2 separate regions of the Anser cygnoides genome follow, and region 1 is linked to region 2. The links are chromatin contacts, called in public Hi-C maps. All regions are on one chromosome and are shown on one strand. The core of a region is the stretch at or near the end of the contact, and the rest is flanking DNA. Distances in the headings are between cores, read along the strand shown. Region 1 overlaps SPO11 (SPO11 initiator of meiotic double strand breaks). Region 2 has its middle 23 kb from the start of PCK1.

The links. Hi-C and Micro-C count contacts between places; a contact is called where the count stands out from the background.
Region 1: a Hi-C map of liver shows a contact between it and region 2, with 2.6 times the contacts expected there. The contact joins two enhancer-like sites. A contact is called at or near these places in 2 of 7 Hi-C or Micro-C datasets (both in liver).

What each region holds. Positions count from the first base shown.
Region 1 is chr16:6,253,353-6,260,769 of Taihu_goose_T2T_genome, reverse strand. All of the region lies in intron 4 of SPO11 (SPO11 initiator of meiotic double strand breaks), which reads left to right. Among named protein-coding and RNA genes, the nearest start is that of BMP7, 130 kb to the right of the region's middle. Within about 2 kb of position 5,564, at least 2 of the 3 cell types and tissues checked have open chromatin away from gene starts, as enhancers often do. A contact at or near this core is called in liver, where this site is marked.
Region 2 is chr16:5,945,475-5,952,257 of Taihu_goose_T2T_genome, reverse strand. No RefSeq gene overlaps it. Among named protein-coding and RNA genes, the nearest start is that of PCK1, 23 kb to the left of the region's middle. Within about 2 kb of position 1,622, at least 3 of the 3 cell types and tissues checked have open chromatin away from gene starts, as enhancers often do. A contact at or near this core is called in liver, where this site is marked.

The sequences.
Region 1 (7,417 bases), core at 4,315-6,814, 300 kb before region 2:
TAGAGATGTTCTCTTTGTGAGAAGAGTCTGCCACATGAAAGTTGTCATTACGCCAAGCGCTGCTGATCTGAGGGATCTCCATGACTGTACAGATGCGCGAGACGTCAAGATTTTACAATATTTGCATGTTTTCAGAACAGCAGCTTTAAAAGCAAAAGCCTTGCATTTTTCTCAGTGAGGGACTTAGCAGCCTTGCTGCTAGAGAGAAGGGCTCGGTGCTCGTCCCGTGGTTTCGGCAGTGCCTAGACCTAAAGGTATGTGTTGGTCAGGGATCAGTACTGCCGGTAACCTTGCACTGGAAAAGCTGACATCCCTAGGGAGCGAAATATTGAGGACAGATGTATAAGCTCTTCAACCATGGCTGTCTGTTGCAAATTCTGTGTCATGCTGCACATCTTACATGTATTAAGGAGCAAATGGGCTCATTCCCGTGGCAGCAAGCATCACAGATCAGAACAAAAATTATCTATCATGACAGGCAGGTGGTACTGCAGGCAGAAACAGCTCTTAACCTTGGGGAAATATGGATGCAGTGGTCTCACAGAGGCTGATTTTTTATTTCTTCCTGCTGGCCTGAGAGAAATCCTCTGGTTTCAGTCAGGGAGCAATATTTAAAAACAGTGATATGTCTCGGGCATGTGGACTTTATAAGATCCTTGTTTCTTTGCACCCGCTTATGCTAAGAGCTTGAGGTGTTATTCATGCAGCTTAAAATGTATTTTTATCAGAAAAAAAAAGTACATCTGCTGTGTTTGCACTAAATTTCCAACACCCAGCTACTACAGCAGCACTGCTCACCCCAGCTGGACCAGGACAAGGGGACCCGATGCCATTCCCAGAATCGCTGTGAAATTGGAGATAAATCTGTGCAGGGGAGATTTTCAAAGGCCGTGTTTAACATCTCTAAAGGTGCAACTAAGGGGCTGGGGAAATTTTTCAGCAGTGCCCAGCTGCCTGGCGCCTGTCTGCATTCTTCCGAGGGAAATCCCATAGCCGGTGGCGGCGGAGGCTGAGCCTCTGGGGCTCCGCAGTGCGGTGGCAGGGTCCGGCTGCTCCTGGGATGCGTGTGATGGAGAGGTGGAGGCAGGCGCCTCTTCTCATCCGTTGTGAGCGTGGTGTACCTTTTTGCCCACCTGTATGTAAGGAAGATTAATTCATATTGGATCAGGGCTACTTGTGGGACACAATAGCCATTTATTTATTTATTTATTTATATTTATTTATTGCTGGGTTTGTTCTCTCTGTTTGACTGGGGAAGCTGAAAGGAGGAGGGATGACAAGCTAAGTGACAAATGTTGGCGCAGGAGCTGCTGAGCAGGAACTATTCAGGGACACTTCTGGGTTGGAAACGAAGAGATTATAGCCATAAAGGCAGCGAGGTTTACTTCCTGGAGAGCCTCCGGGAGCAGGAGCAACACCAACCCCTGGGCAGTGTTAGAGTGTGAGACTGAGATAGGAGGAGGCAGGCCAGTGGGGATGTCCTTTGAACCACAGGAGGAAGTGGGAACGTGCATAATGCATTCACTGCTGCGCTCACATAGTGGCGACGTACCCACAAAGAGATGCCGCAAATACATCTTTCGAAGGAGTGCTCAGCCCTGCTCTTCTCTCACGTTCCTCCTCCGCTCCCGCAGCCAGGCCATGGTCTCTAACCCACCTCTGCCAGCATCGCCTCTCCTCCCAGACACTGGGGTTGCATTGCACTGCCTCAAAAGATGCTCTCTATAAATACAGAACGTCACAGGGGCCAGGTATAAAAAAGCCAAAAGGAAGATTTAGGCTTGATGATGTGTATTTCCAGATTTTTTTTTTTTTTTACTTGTGGATGACATATTTGCAAACCAGGAGTGCTGCAGGGGAGGAGGGAGGAGTTTGTAAACTCGTCTGTTGTGGAATGAATACACCGCTGAACTAATGAATAGAAACAAGATGTTTTAACCACCACCTAGAGAGGCTGCTGAGTGGCCATAATCAGTGCTCCCTAGGAGGTGGCCAAAATGTCTCCTTGCTATTCATTAGGTCAGAATAGCTTTCATTTTATAATGTGATCCTTCTTCCTGACCTCCTTTCTGTTCCTAAATGACCTTAGGACTATAAATTCCCTGCTAGAAATAGCATTATTTATTTTACTGTCCCGTGTTTGTTATGGTCAGTTGTGGTCATTCTTTAGGAGATGTCATTTTGAATCAAAATGGGATTTAGTAGCAACAGACTTCAGTGTCCCCCAGTTTTTATACGAAAACACGCTTTGCATGCACTAGCTATGGTTAATTTGCTTGCAAAATGTACCTGCTGTTATAACCCGCCTGTGAGAAATGTCCTGGGTTTATCGGAGCTGGTCCTATCAATATTTCAGGGCTAGTTTGCTAGCCTAATTCAAGGAAAGTTTTCAGATAGATCCCTAAGGCCTTCCTTGGCTACAAAACTGCACAACACGCAGCTCAGCCTGCACTCGCAGGACTTCTTTCTCTGTTGGGGCACTCCGAGCTGTGATCCCAGAGACAGAGCAGGTGATTCCTAGTGCGAGGCTGTTCCTCGCTGAAATCCTCCACACTATAAGGGGCCAGCCTCTGCTGTCACTGCACTTCATCAGCTTCTCTTAGGACTTCAGGCAACGCCTTTTGGGAGCTTTTAAAATTTGCGTAAGAGGTCTCTTACATCCTTGTGATAAGCGCTAGATACTTAAATTATATTTCGCCCTTAGAAAGTGCTGGAGACGTACAGCCAAACTCCAAAAGGCAGCAGGGGACGTTTACCAGGACACCAAGCTCCCTGGTTCCCTCAAATCCGCTGTGAATTTGTGTCCTTGTAATGAGAAGGAATGGCAAGCTGCTGTTTGCCTTTTTCACAGGTCTGTGGGAAGAAAGTTTGGGAAGTGCAGAGCCTTTGCCTTGTAGTTTTCTGTACAGACAGAGAGGGAAAACTACTTACCAAAGAGAGGTAGAGTGGGTTTCTGTGCAAAAGCAAACAGGAATGAATGAAAACTGCATATCAGGAGAATGTCTGCATGTAAAGGTCAGACTTGGAAAGGTAAACGGTAAACTGAGGGATGTAAAGTAAAAAAAGAAAGGGGAACTCCTGGGGGGTCTGATCCCAAACCCATTGAAGTCATAGCACAGTGGCCAACAGCAGATTTGGAAATTTGGGAGCTTTGCCTCCTTGTATTGGTTCTTAGCAGCTGGCAACACTGGGAGATCTGAGGCTGAGCATCTTCTGGAGCCAGTGGGTATGGGCAGAGCTGTGTGAAACCCAGCACGTATGGAGACAGCAGCTGTTCTGGCAGAGCTGGATGGCAGGGGGAAGAAGTACACTGTCCGCTGCACTTTCAAGGGCTTCCTCATTATAGTGGAAAGGCTTAAAATATTTACATATGGACAGTAGGTCATATATATTTAGCAACACCTGAGCTGAAGTGGAAGCCACATGTACAGCTTGTTGTAGTATGTATGTACTATTTATGAATATAATAGATATTTGTTGTCTAAAGACCACTATGAAAACCTAAAAATGCATTGTTTTCTCCATGGTACTGAGTTTCAACAGCTAATCTGTCCATGTTATCATTCTAATCATTTACAGGAATTCTCCCAAAGAGAAAAAACAGCTTTTTGAAAAATACAGGAATGTGGCTTAACTAAGCAATGTTGATTACGTCTGCAATGGTGTGCTCTGTATATTAAGAATTAGACTGCGGGTTCAAAACCAAACAAGTGGCATATTTCTCAGGAAGTTACTGAACTCAAAATCAGTTTTGTTATTTTAATGCAAGGGCAGTGAATGAATGAGTGAATGAATGAATGAATAAATAAAAGAATCAGGCCAATCTGCAAACCAACAGATTTTATGTTTTATTTTATTCTTTGTTTATGGGGTTCATAAAAGTTTAGTTTATATTTTACTGGGTCTGAGCCTCACACATTTCCAGCTTCAGGGCCAGATGTGGAAAGTACCTAAATGCTGTAAAAAGCAGTTTAAAAGGTTGTCTGAGTCAGATGGAGCTTGAAAACCTCAGAGATCTCAGGGACACTCTTGGGAAACCTCCAGCTGAGATTCCCAGATAAATTGGGATTAACTTTGAGTTGGTGTGACCCAGAAGTCGGACACTCGGATTAGTAAGGTCTCCAACAAAACGTCCAAAGCTCTCAGAAGTCCTCCCAAGGTTAAGTGTGGGGGAAGAGGAATTGTGATTGTCAAATAAATTGTATAATATAATGCTTTGTTTGTAGCTTTTGAGTTCAGTAAGCATGTCCCTTTGAAGATCAGTGCTCTTCTGTCAGATCACTTAAGGCTTGGTTCAGAGCCCATTTATATTAATGGAACAACTCCCTTTGACTCAGTAAACTTAGATGCTTCCTATCAATTTTGAGACACTCGCCCGCCAGCCTTTTCCTGCTGATGCAAGAGCTGGGATCCAAACCTAGGAAGTGTTCAGCGCTGGTACCTGCCGGTGGGCTTTGAGCTCTGCTCCACTCACTGGAGCTGTGGTCAGGGCAGTGCGGGCAGCCTCCCAGCGTGGCCTCAAGCAAATGTCAGTCGAGTGGCTTGCTAGACATCACGGGCTGTATAGAGGTGTGTACAACCCAAATTGTACTTCCATTTCAGCTGCGGCTTAGCCCTGAAAGCTCCCCAGTTGCCTGGTACCTGAGTACCCTGCCTGGGGCATGCAAAATGGCTGGCATGGGGCTCAGCATCTTTTTCACACCACGGCTATCAAACCCACGTTAAGAATTCAGAAATTAGGTGTTTCCTTATCTCTGCTCCCAGAGAAGTATTCAGCAGCTTTCTGTGAGCACAAAGCACGCTCTGGCTACAAAGCGCAGCTGTCATTTGCTTTTCCAGCAAAGCAGCGGAGTCGGTGGTGATGCAACAGCGGGGTGAGGCCAGGCAGATCAGTTAAGGCCAGATTTTGAAAGCTAAATAGTCAGCCAGCAAATTTTGCCGAGGTATGTAAGCGGTGTGTACGCCAGATTCTGGCTGATTACAACAAACTAGGTGCACGGTTACCTGTGAAACTGGCCTTTAATCCTCTGACCCTGAATCCGGGTGAGAGTTACCCTCCCTGCTCTCACTGCATTGGACTTCGGTGCTTAAATACCTTTACAGAGCTGACCTTGCCTCTTCTGTCCTCCACATTTGTGCGTTTCTTCTACCTTTCTTCTAACTTAATTTGATGTTTTTTAAAAACTGAAAACGACATAACGGTTAGCAATCAAGATCTCTTGGCAAAGCACGACTGCTGATAACCACTTAACAAAAAATGTCCCTGGCAGATAGATTTAGTTTACCTAAGAGTTAATGGAAAGCAGTGTCCAATTCCAAGTGTTGACATGATTTGTCAAGTTTGCCATTGTATATGTTTGAAGTTTCCTTTGAGGGGAACTGACCCAAAATTGTAACACTAAATAAACACACTCTTCAAATAACCAATGGCAGTTTCCTAAATTGCCAATCAAATCCATAAATAAAGACACAAGCTCTGAGTGTATTTAAGTCATGTTTAGCAGAACAGAACTAAACAATAACATTCTTGTTAAAATGTATTTTCATTTCAAAGCAGTTTCCCCATGAACATTCAAAATGTAAACAGTCCTAAAGATTTCTAAATTATCTCTGCCTTTGCCTCTTGGGTGGGTGGGGGGAAAGAATGAAACTGAAGCTACATTAGAAACACTAAAGTTGGATATGAAAGTCCCAGAGACACAATACTGCATATTGTCGTAATTATCACTTCTTGCTTAAAGAAAAGAAAGAAAAGACCAGTTGACTTGGGTTATGAGGACTCCAGAGTCTAAGCAGCTTTTGAAGCAGCCCTAATTTGCAAAAGAAAGGGAAATGTCTCTTTGCATTTTGTTCCCAGAAAATGCTACATCATTGTGGGCAATATTCACACCCCCAAGTTTCAGCATAGACACCCAGACGGGCATCTACTTTGCCCAAGTCCTCTGGGTGAAATCAAGGGAAAGAAATTCTGCTCCAAATTGCTCTCTGGAGCCAGTGATAAGAAGGAAACAAAGGGAGCAAAAGCAAGCAGAACATGGAACAGATTGAAGTTAAATCTGGCTTCAAGTCCCGACTTTCTGCTCCGTCAGCCTGGCTGGGCTTCCCTCTCCAGCCAACATTTCACTCACAGCGCTCTCGGCCCCTTCGCTGGGGTGTGAAATCAAGCCTGCCTTCCACTTGCCATGATGTGGGGCTGTTCTTATGTTTCTTTGTACTAGGCCAGTGGGGAAAACGGAGAAATGTCCCAAGGAAGCCAGCTGCTTCTGAAATCCCCTGCTCCTCCTGTTGGGTTTGGTATTTTCCTGGGATCCCTAGCTTCAGAGCTCTTTTCAGGAGGTGGTGATTCAGGGCCCATTGAAGTCAACAGACCTAAACTGACTTCAGTGAGCTGTGGATTGAGATCTTATCTTGCACAGACATTTAATTCTTTCTTGAAAAAGTCTTTCTCATTCAGATTGTGTTCAGATGACTGCTGGAAGATCTTGGGAATCCTAGCAAATCAGTGTCGCCCCAGAAGGGGGTGATTTCTGTGCAAAAGGATGCCCTGGCAGTGCAGTTCTTCCTCAGGTCAGTGCCTGCTGTCCCTGTCCCCCATTTTACTGCAGCTGCTCTGACTTTGGGTGGGCATTTCTGAAAACGCAGGGGCAGACAAGGTGATGCAAAAAATGAGCTTGTTTGCTGAGAAGGCTGATATTTTGGAAATGGTTAGGCCATCCCTATGGGATAGGCTAATGGGATTAAGCAGCCTGTGACACACTCAGCCCCAGCTCTGAATTAACACCTGGCTCCAATCTCAGCGTAGCCAGTGGGGCACATTTTGGCAGTTGAAATGAATGGGTGTTAAGAGCTGGCAGAAGCCTATCTCGTATTGCAGTAGGCTTACGTAGCTCCCAAGATGATCTCCATCAGGTGCTTCCAGAGTTGCATTAACGGAACAGAAGCAGAAGCACTGCTTTAGAGGGTAGGTTTTGCCTGCAATTCTCGTTATTACCCTTCCTTAATTTTAGGCCCATACTGATATTTTTTTCAGAGCTGGGCCAGGAGGTGCGGTGAGGGGCGGGAGGGCTGGCAGGAGCGCCCAGCCCGTGCAGGCTGTCTCCCTGCTCTTGCCTCAGCAGGGTCACAGGCTTGGGAAGAAACCCCCAAACACCTTTATCTCAGACCAACCAAGTCCACACCAGCGGTTTTGCCACCACAGCAAAGCCACCCAAAGGTGAGACGTTCCTTGGTCTCTGACCGCTGGGGAGCGCTGAGCCTCCTTGCACCCCAACACACACAGAGCCCACCTAAAAGCTGCAAATGCAGCTCTGCCTTGGGCTCTCCCCAGCCGAGGGGCAGGCTCTGTCCGCAGTGGCGTGCAGAAGAGGCTCTCTCCCACTTCCCAGCGGCCGGGAGGGGTGCTCTGCTAGCTCTCTCA
Region 2 (6,783 bases), core at 373-2,872:
CTGTGTTTGTTTTTAGTCAAAAAATATGTATTTCTTTGGATCATAATCTTCACCGGCAACCCCCAGGCCTACCAGGCTGCCTGACGCCAATTACTTCAAGGGTAGAAGCTGATGGGAAGGGAGCGGCAGGGCTGGAGGAGAGCAGAGCCCCAGGTCCTGCGCTGACCCAAACCAGCGCTGGCAGCAGCTCAGAGACCAAGGCAGAGCCTTCCCCAGGCCCCCCTCGCACAGCAGCTCTATGAACACAAAGAAAATTAGTGCAATGGGAGAAAAATACGAGACTGACCACAAAAACATGACCAGCAGGTGTAGGAAAGAGGCAGCTCTAAAGTAAGTGAATTTATACCTGCATATTAATGAATGCTGAACCTTAAAAAGCCTAATGAGACACTTGTTTTAATTAAAAGGAGGGGTCACTTAGCAGCTCCCCCACCAGCTCCTCCATCCCAGGGTCGCCCACGCTGGGCACAAACACTGAGGAATGCGGCTCCAGCTCACCCGCTGGCGTAACATGTTTGCTTTGCGACTTGTCGGACTCCTGCATCGGTTGTACGGCTGTACTTTGGTCCAAGAACATTTCACCCAAATGTATTAACCTAGCACTACATCCACCAGAGTAAACATTTTATTTTCCGAGAGGAACGCACGCGCCACTTTGTTAAATTGACCAAGGGACGTATCGGCTTTGTTTGTATTCAGCCTTTTTCGGCAAATTCCCAGGGCAGATGATGCCAGTTTTGCAGAAATTACAGGGATCATGCTGGTCCCTGGGGCTTGGCCGTGTGAGGAGGGGGCTGGCAGGGCTGCCATGGGGAGGCTGGAGCCCCTCAGCCCTACCAGGCTGGTGGGTTCCAGATCCCACCCTGAAAAAAAACCATTGATTTTTCCTGGTGGGATCTGTGCTTCTCTGTCCTGCCTGGTCTGGGTTTGGAGCGGGCAGGCCAGGGAAGGGAAGATGCTGGGTGGCTCCGGCCATGGCTGGCAGGGGCAGACAGCCCAGGCTGCCAGCATGCTTCAGTTCTTGGGAACAAAGAAATCCAAGCACGTGTGTACTCACCTGTACAGTTACGGGGCACTGGGAAATAGCCCCTACCCCACCACAGCCTTCCCCAGGGCAGGGGGCTGCTGCCGGTGGGCACAGGGGCAGTGCTGCCTTCAGGGTGCGCAGCCCAGGGACTGCAGTAGGGCTGCAGGGAGACCTGTGTCTCGCCACACCATGCTGTCCATCTGGCAGCTCCTTCCCTGCCCAAACCAGCCCCATGTGGTGAAGGAAATCAGTCCTCGAGAGCCAGGCTGCTCCCTCTGGCACTGATCCCTGCCAGCCAAAGCCATGGGGTGGGCACGGCACGGCCCCATCCTGCACCAAGCAGCACAAAGTCCCTTCACACGAGGCCGGGTGCCCAGCCGGCCGGGACAGGCAGCAGCACGACCAGAGGGCAGGCTGCCTTGGGTCACTTAGCGCCGACGCTGCATGAAGGAGAGCAGGATTTGTTTGTGCTGCTGGATGGCTTGTTTGTGTTAAAAGTACATCTCGTCTCAGAGACGGCGTTTCAGGTAACCGCTGCAGGGAGGCTGGGCATTAATGGTGCAAGGAGCCCCCCCAGGGATGCACAAGCATGCTGACAGGACTTACGTGACCATTACCCCTCCCAGCTGCAGTCCTGGTCACGGGCACACTCTTGGTGCTGTGTTAGCCTAAACCTCCCCCAGGAGGCTGAGCTGCCCCAGCACAGGCTCTGAGCACCAAGGCTCAGATTCCCGTGGTTCAGCTAATGCTACCACTAGGCGACAGTGCTTCGCTCACGCCTTGGAGCCCTCTACTGCCATCAATGTTTAACCCCGGTAACCTTGACTGACCTCCCCTCTGGATACCTGCCAAGGGGCTCAGGGTGAGCCTGAGCAAACTTCACCTCTGATGGCAAGGTAAAGCTGGCAGTGTCGGTGCTCATTCCAGCCAGGGACACCCCTGTGGTCCATCTAACAACCAAGATAAAGCTTTCTGGCTCCACTAGGACTGCTAGTTCCAGTTTATCACATATTGTTTGGTTGTTAACATAATGTGCTACTTATCTCTTAATATATAAATGGTAAGAGCAGCACGAAATAACTCCAGTCTCTCTGCTCACCTCCTGCCTCAAAAGGACAAAGCAGCCATAAGTTTCTGTGCACTACAAACCCGCCAGGACTCAGCCCTGGTGCTGTGGTGCTGGGTGTGCTCCTGGGGATCCCACAGCCAAGCTGCCAGCAGCAGGACCAAGCCTGGCTGGCAAACAGCAGTCATGTAAGTGCCCCAATCACAGCACTGGAGAGGTATTTGGACAGCTCACACACAAAGCCAGTGGGTACACTTATTAAATAAAATGCCCTTTTTGTTTCTGCAGACAACTTTTCCAGTGTAGGTGTGAGCTGGTTTCCACAGGAAATTTCTCCAGCAAATCCCCACGCCTCTGTGCGGGGGGAAGACACCAGGACAGCACTGCTGGATGAGCTTTTCCATCTTGCCCACAGCCAGCACCATGGGAGCCCGCAAGTCACAGCCGGGCAGCCCTTTAAAGCTTTCCAGGCATGTGCAGGGCCATGGGCATGGCTCCTGGTGGAGACTGCAGGGCCTCAGCCCCATGGAGCAGTGTCCCCTGCTCCACAGCTCAGACACCTAGGCACAGACACCGGCAGCCTGACCCAGGCAGGAGCAGGGCCACGGTGAGGCAGAGCCACCCCTGCGGACTCACCCAGCTTCCCCTACAGCTCCCCCTCGCACGTGGTTACAGGTTCAGCTCCTGCAGGTGCTTCTGCAGGTGTTTGCTGCAAGACAGCTCGTGGGGAGGCCTGGGCAGCTGGGCTGAGCCTCAGCAGTTCCACTGCGCCTTCTGCAAACCGGGATGGGGGGAGCTGCCCCTACCCTCTGCCGCAGGGGACCAGACTGGCCCCGGGGTGCCAGGAGAAGCCACCCAGCCCAGCAAAGAGGGGACCTCTGCACACACACAGGACCACAGCGCCCAGAGATGTGGTAACTTCAGAGGACCACACCAGCTGGGCGAGACTTCAGCCTGCAGCTAACCATCACCATCAGGCTCCTGCAGCCACCAGCCTCCTGACACCATGACCAGGGCCCACCCCCAGCACCCACCAATTACCTTCTGTGGTAGCACAACCACGGCACCCAGGAAAAGCCCTCAGCAACAGCAGCAGCCCCAGCCCAGCTCCTTCTGACGGAGCCTCCCCCCTCCAGGCATGGCTCATCAGCACTAACAAGGCTCCCCCAGCCTGCTCCCACCCAGCCCAGCTGCAGAAAATGGGGAAGAAGATGGAAGATGGGGATGGAAAGTGCCAGCCCTTCTCTTGGGATTCAGTTGGGGGGGGCTTAAGCGGCCACAGGACGCACTGCCCCGTGCTTCCAAGTCCTGCTCTGCTCATTTTGGACATCCTGCTTCTCACCGAGCCCTCCCACAGGTGTCCCTGTGTGTGCTCCCCACCCCGCACTCATCCCTGCTCAGGGAAAAAGCGAAGCCCCCAGCTCGCCCTGCTGCAGGCCAAAGGCCGAGCACCCTTCCCACAGGACAGCCCGGCCGCCCACGGGCTCCTTTGCTCGCCACCTCGTGGTGGCAGCTGGCAGCCCGACACGGCCCGTGGCCACACAGCCCCACGGCCTGGGTCCCACAGGTGCACGGGGTGCTGCGACCCACCTGGCAGTGTCTCACGTCCCCTGTCCTTGTCCCGCAGCAAGCATGACAAAATGGTGGTGACATGGGTGGATTTACACTCCTGGAACCACAACAGCCCCTCAGTGATGGAGGAGGGACAGCCAGGCCTGGGTTGCGGTGCGGTGGTTTTGTAGCCACCCCAGTGTTTGCAGCCCCAGGGCTGATGCCCTACCCTCCTAGCAGCGTTTTTTGGGGGGCCTGGTGCTGGCCCTGCAGCCCACACAGCCCCTGGGCTGGTGGCTGGGCCCAGCAAGTTCTGTGGGGCCGGGCCCTGCACCACCGCTGTGCACACACTCCAACCACAGGCTTGGCGGAGTGGTTTTCATTAGACCTACAAAGCAAAATTAGCCCCAGAAAGAGCCGATGCCTGGCTCTCTTCCAGGCCAAAGCAGCAGCTTCTGCATCATGCCCCCGCGGGCAGGATCCTGCAGGCCCTGCCCCAGCCCCTCCGCCAGCATCCCTCACCTTCCTGCCCCGCAGCACCCCCAGTCCCCACCACACTCCCCCTTTTTCTGTTTTTCCCCTCTCATTTGGGATAAACGGCACAAAAGGAGCCGTTCTGCTCGCCACCCCCTCCCCAGCCTCCTCCTCCCCCTGTCTGGCAGGTCTGTGTTATTATTAAGACACTTGAGATTATGGTTGTCTGAAAGTTGAAGAATGACAGCAAAGAACCAGATGCTGTACACTGATAAATTACAAGGGCATTATGCAGAGGCAGCTGTACCATATAAAAGCCTAGTTTTTATACCCTGCCATGATTTTCCATGTGGCATCGTATGGTTCCAGCATCTGGGCGTCACCGTCAATGTCTCCCGTATATTTTGCTGAGCACTGTCATTATGATAATGAAGAAATTGCAGCAGACGTTAATTGCAGTTCCCGCTGGCTATTGCAAGAAGTCGAAGGCACGGCAGCGGGGCTGGCGGGGCCTCTTTCATCTCACAGGGGTTTTTTTCACTCTTTTGGCACCAGAAGGGGGCTCTGGATGGCTCCGGGTGCTGTGATACTCCCAGCATCGGGGCTGGCTGGAGCTGGTGGGCACACTGAGATGGAGCTGGCAGGTCTCTGTCCCTGTCCCACTGCAGAGGTTCGTGAAGTTGCTTCTCCCACTTGGCTTTCTCGTTTGTGGGATGAGCAGAACACAGCCGTGAACTGCAGGAGGTTCCCCTTTCCCCTTCTCGGTCTGAGGCTAACTGCATGCAGAGCTGCTAATTTTCAGCCGTTGCTATAGGATGTCTGCAAACTGTGTGTCCAGAAATGCTGCAGGAAGCAGCAGCGTGTTGCCTCCTGACCATCTCCCCATGACATCAACAGGGGCTTTAGCAGGAGCATTTGCTGCTTTGATGAGCAATTTCCTTTATACCCATGGAAATCCCGCAGCCCCACCAGCCCCACCTGCCTGCTGGTGCTTGCCAAGGGCGAGGAGACCCGAGCTGCCTCCAGGCTGTGGTTAGGAACAGGACGACTGCTCACACTGTGCAGGCTCTCAGGCCTAGCGCTTGCCGTAACCACACCACAGGTGGCACTGGCAGCACATCTGAGGGCAGCTACCCGGCTCCACACGGGCTGTAAGAGCTGAGCCTCTGCTTTGCCCCAGGGGGACAGGACCCTGGGGACATTTGCAGGCTCCAGCCCCAGAGAGGAGCCCCCCATCTGTGACTCTGATACTCGTTTATTCCCAGGAGGATCGAGGAGGGGAATTTCAAGGTCTCAAGCTCCCTCTCACGCAGGCAGTTCCCTCTGCCACTCCAAAATATTCGATTCCCCTTGAGACTTTGGATGCGTGACCACCACCAGCGAGGACACGGAGGGAGCCAGCACCTCCAGCAACCTTCTTCCACCGCAGCCAGGGCCAGGAACGTTCTCCTGCTCCAGATCCTGCTCCAGGAGCAGCCCCACTCTCAGCAGCATCTGACAGCTGCCTCTGGGTGAAGGTTTCGGGTGTGGGTCCCGGTGAGGGTGGCCACCCGGGTGATGCATAAAGCCTCTGGAATTTGCCGCTGGCATTTCCTTGCTCTGTTAGGAGCCAGGTGAGGATGGGCAGAATTGCTGTCCCCTGAGTCACCCCCTGATAACCGTTTTTAATCATGAAGTCTCAAAGATGAAACATTCTTGCTTTTTCTTGCTCTTTAGCCCAGTGGGAGAGGGGCTGGTGCCACAGGCGTGACTCAGGGCAGAAGCAGGGCGCTCAGGCTCTCTGCCAGGCGCGGGGCTGGCGCTGGCAGCACAGCCTCTGGGAACCGGCCTTGTTGGTGCTGGCTCGTGGGGACACCCAGGGCAAGTAAAACAGCACATCGGGCAAAAGGGGCAGCTGCAGGAAGCCCCTGGTGAGCCGGGATGGGGAGGCAGCTCCCAGCCCTGGGCAGCCCCTGATCCCTGTGACTGCCCCAAAACCAGGGGATCAGCCAGGACGGCCTCAAACCTCCCCCCAGAAGTCCTCCAAAATTTGTACAAGCTTCCAAAGCCCATAAAAGCAGGTACCTCCACTTTTCCCTTCCCGACCCCTGCCAGACACACACATTTCTTTCCAAACGGCTCTGTAAAGCTGCAGGTGGGATCAGAGGCCTGCCAGGGAATTGCTGGTTTGACCAGAAGCACCAAAGCCTGGGAAATCCTCGCTTCTTTCCCTTCTGGATCTGGTCTGAGGAGGTGCTGTGGCAGCGTGTGCCCAACACCGTGCCTCCTGCCAGCACCTGGGGTGGCCCAGGGTTCCTCCAGCACCCCGGGGCATCATGATCAAGCGGCAGAGCTGGTATCCTTGTGTTATGCACCAAGAGCTCATTCCCTTCCTCTGTCTTGGCAGGGTCCATGGCTCCATAAACCAGCACCCTGGGGCCAGAGGAGCTCCACCATGTGGGTCCTGCAGCGCCTCTGCCCGGAGGCGACGCCAATCGCACTGACGCGGCGTTGAATTAAACCTCTCCCTCTGCGAAGGCAGCACTGGCAGTCATAACACTCACCTATTTTTTTCCAATGGGCAGTGGAAACTATGATGAGCAAATGTATACGGCTACAGCTTCAATGGAAAACTGCTCAGGGTGCCTGTGCCTGGTCACCGAGCTGGCCTGCGGAATGGAGCGTG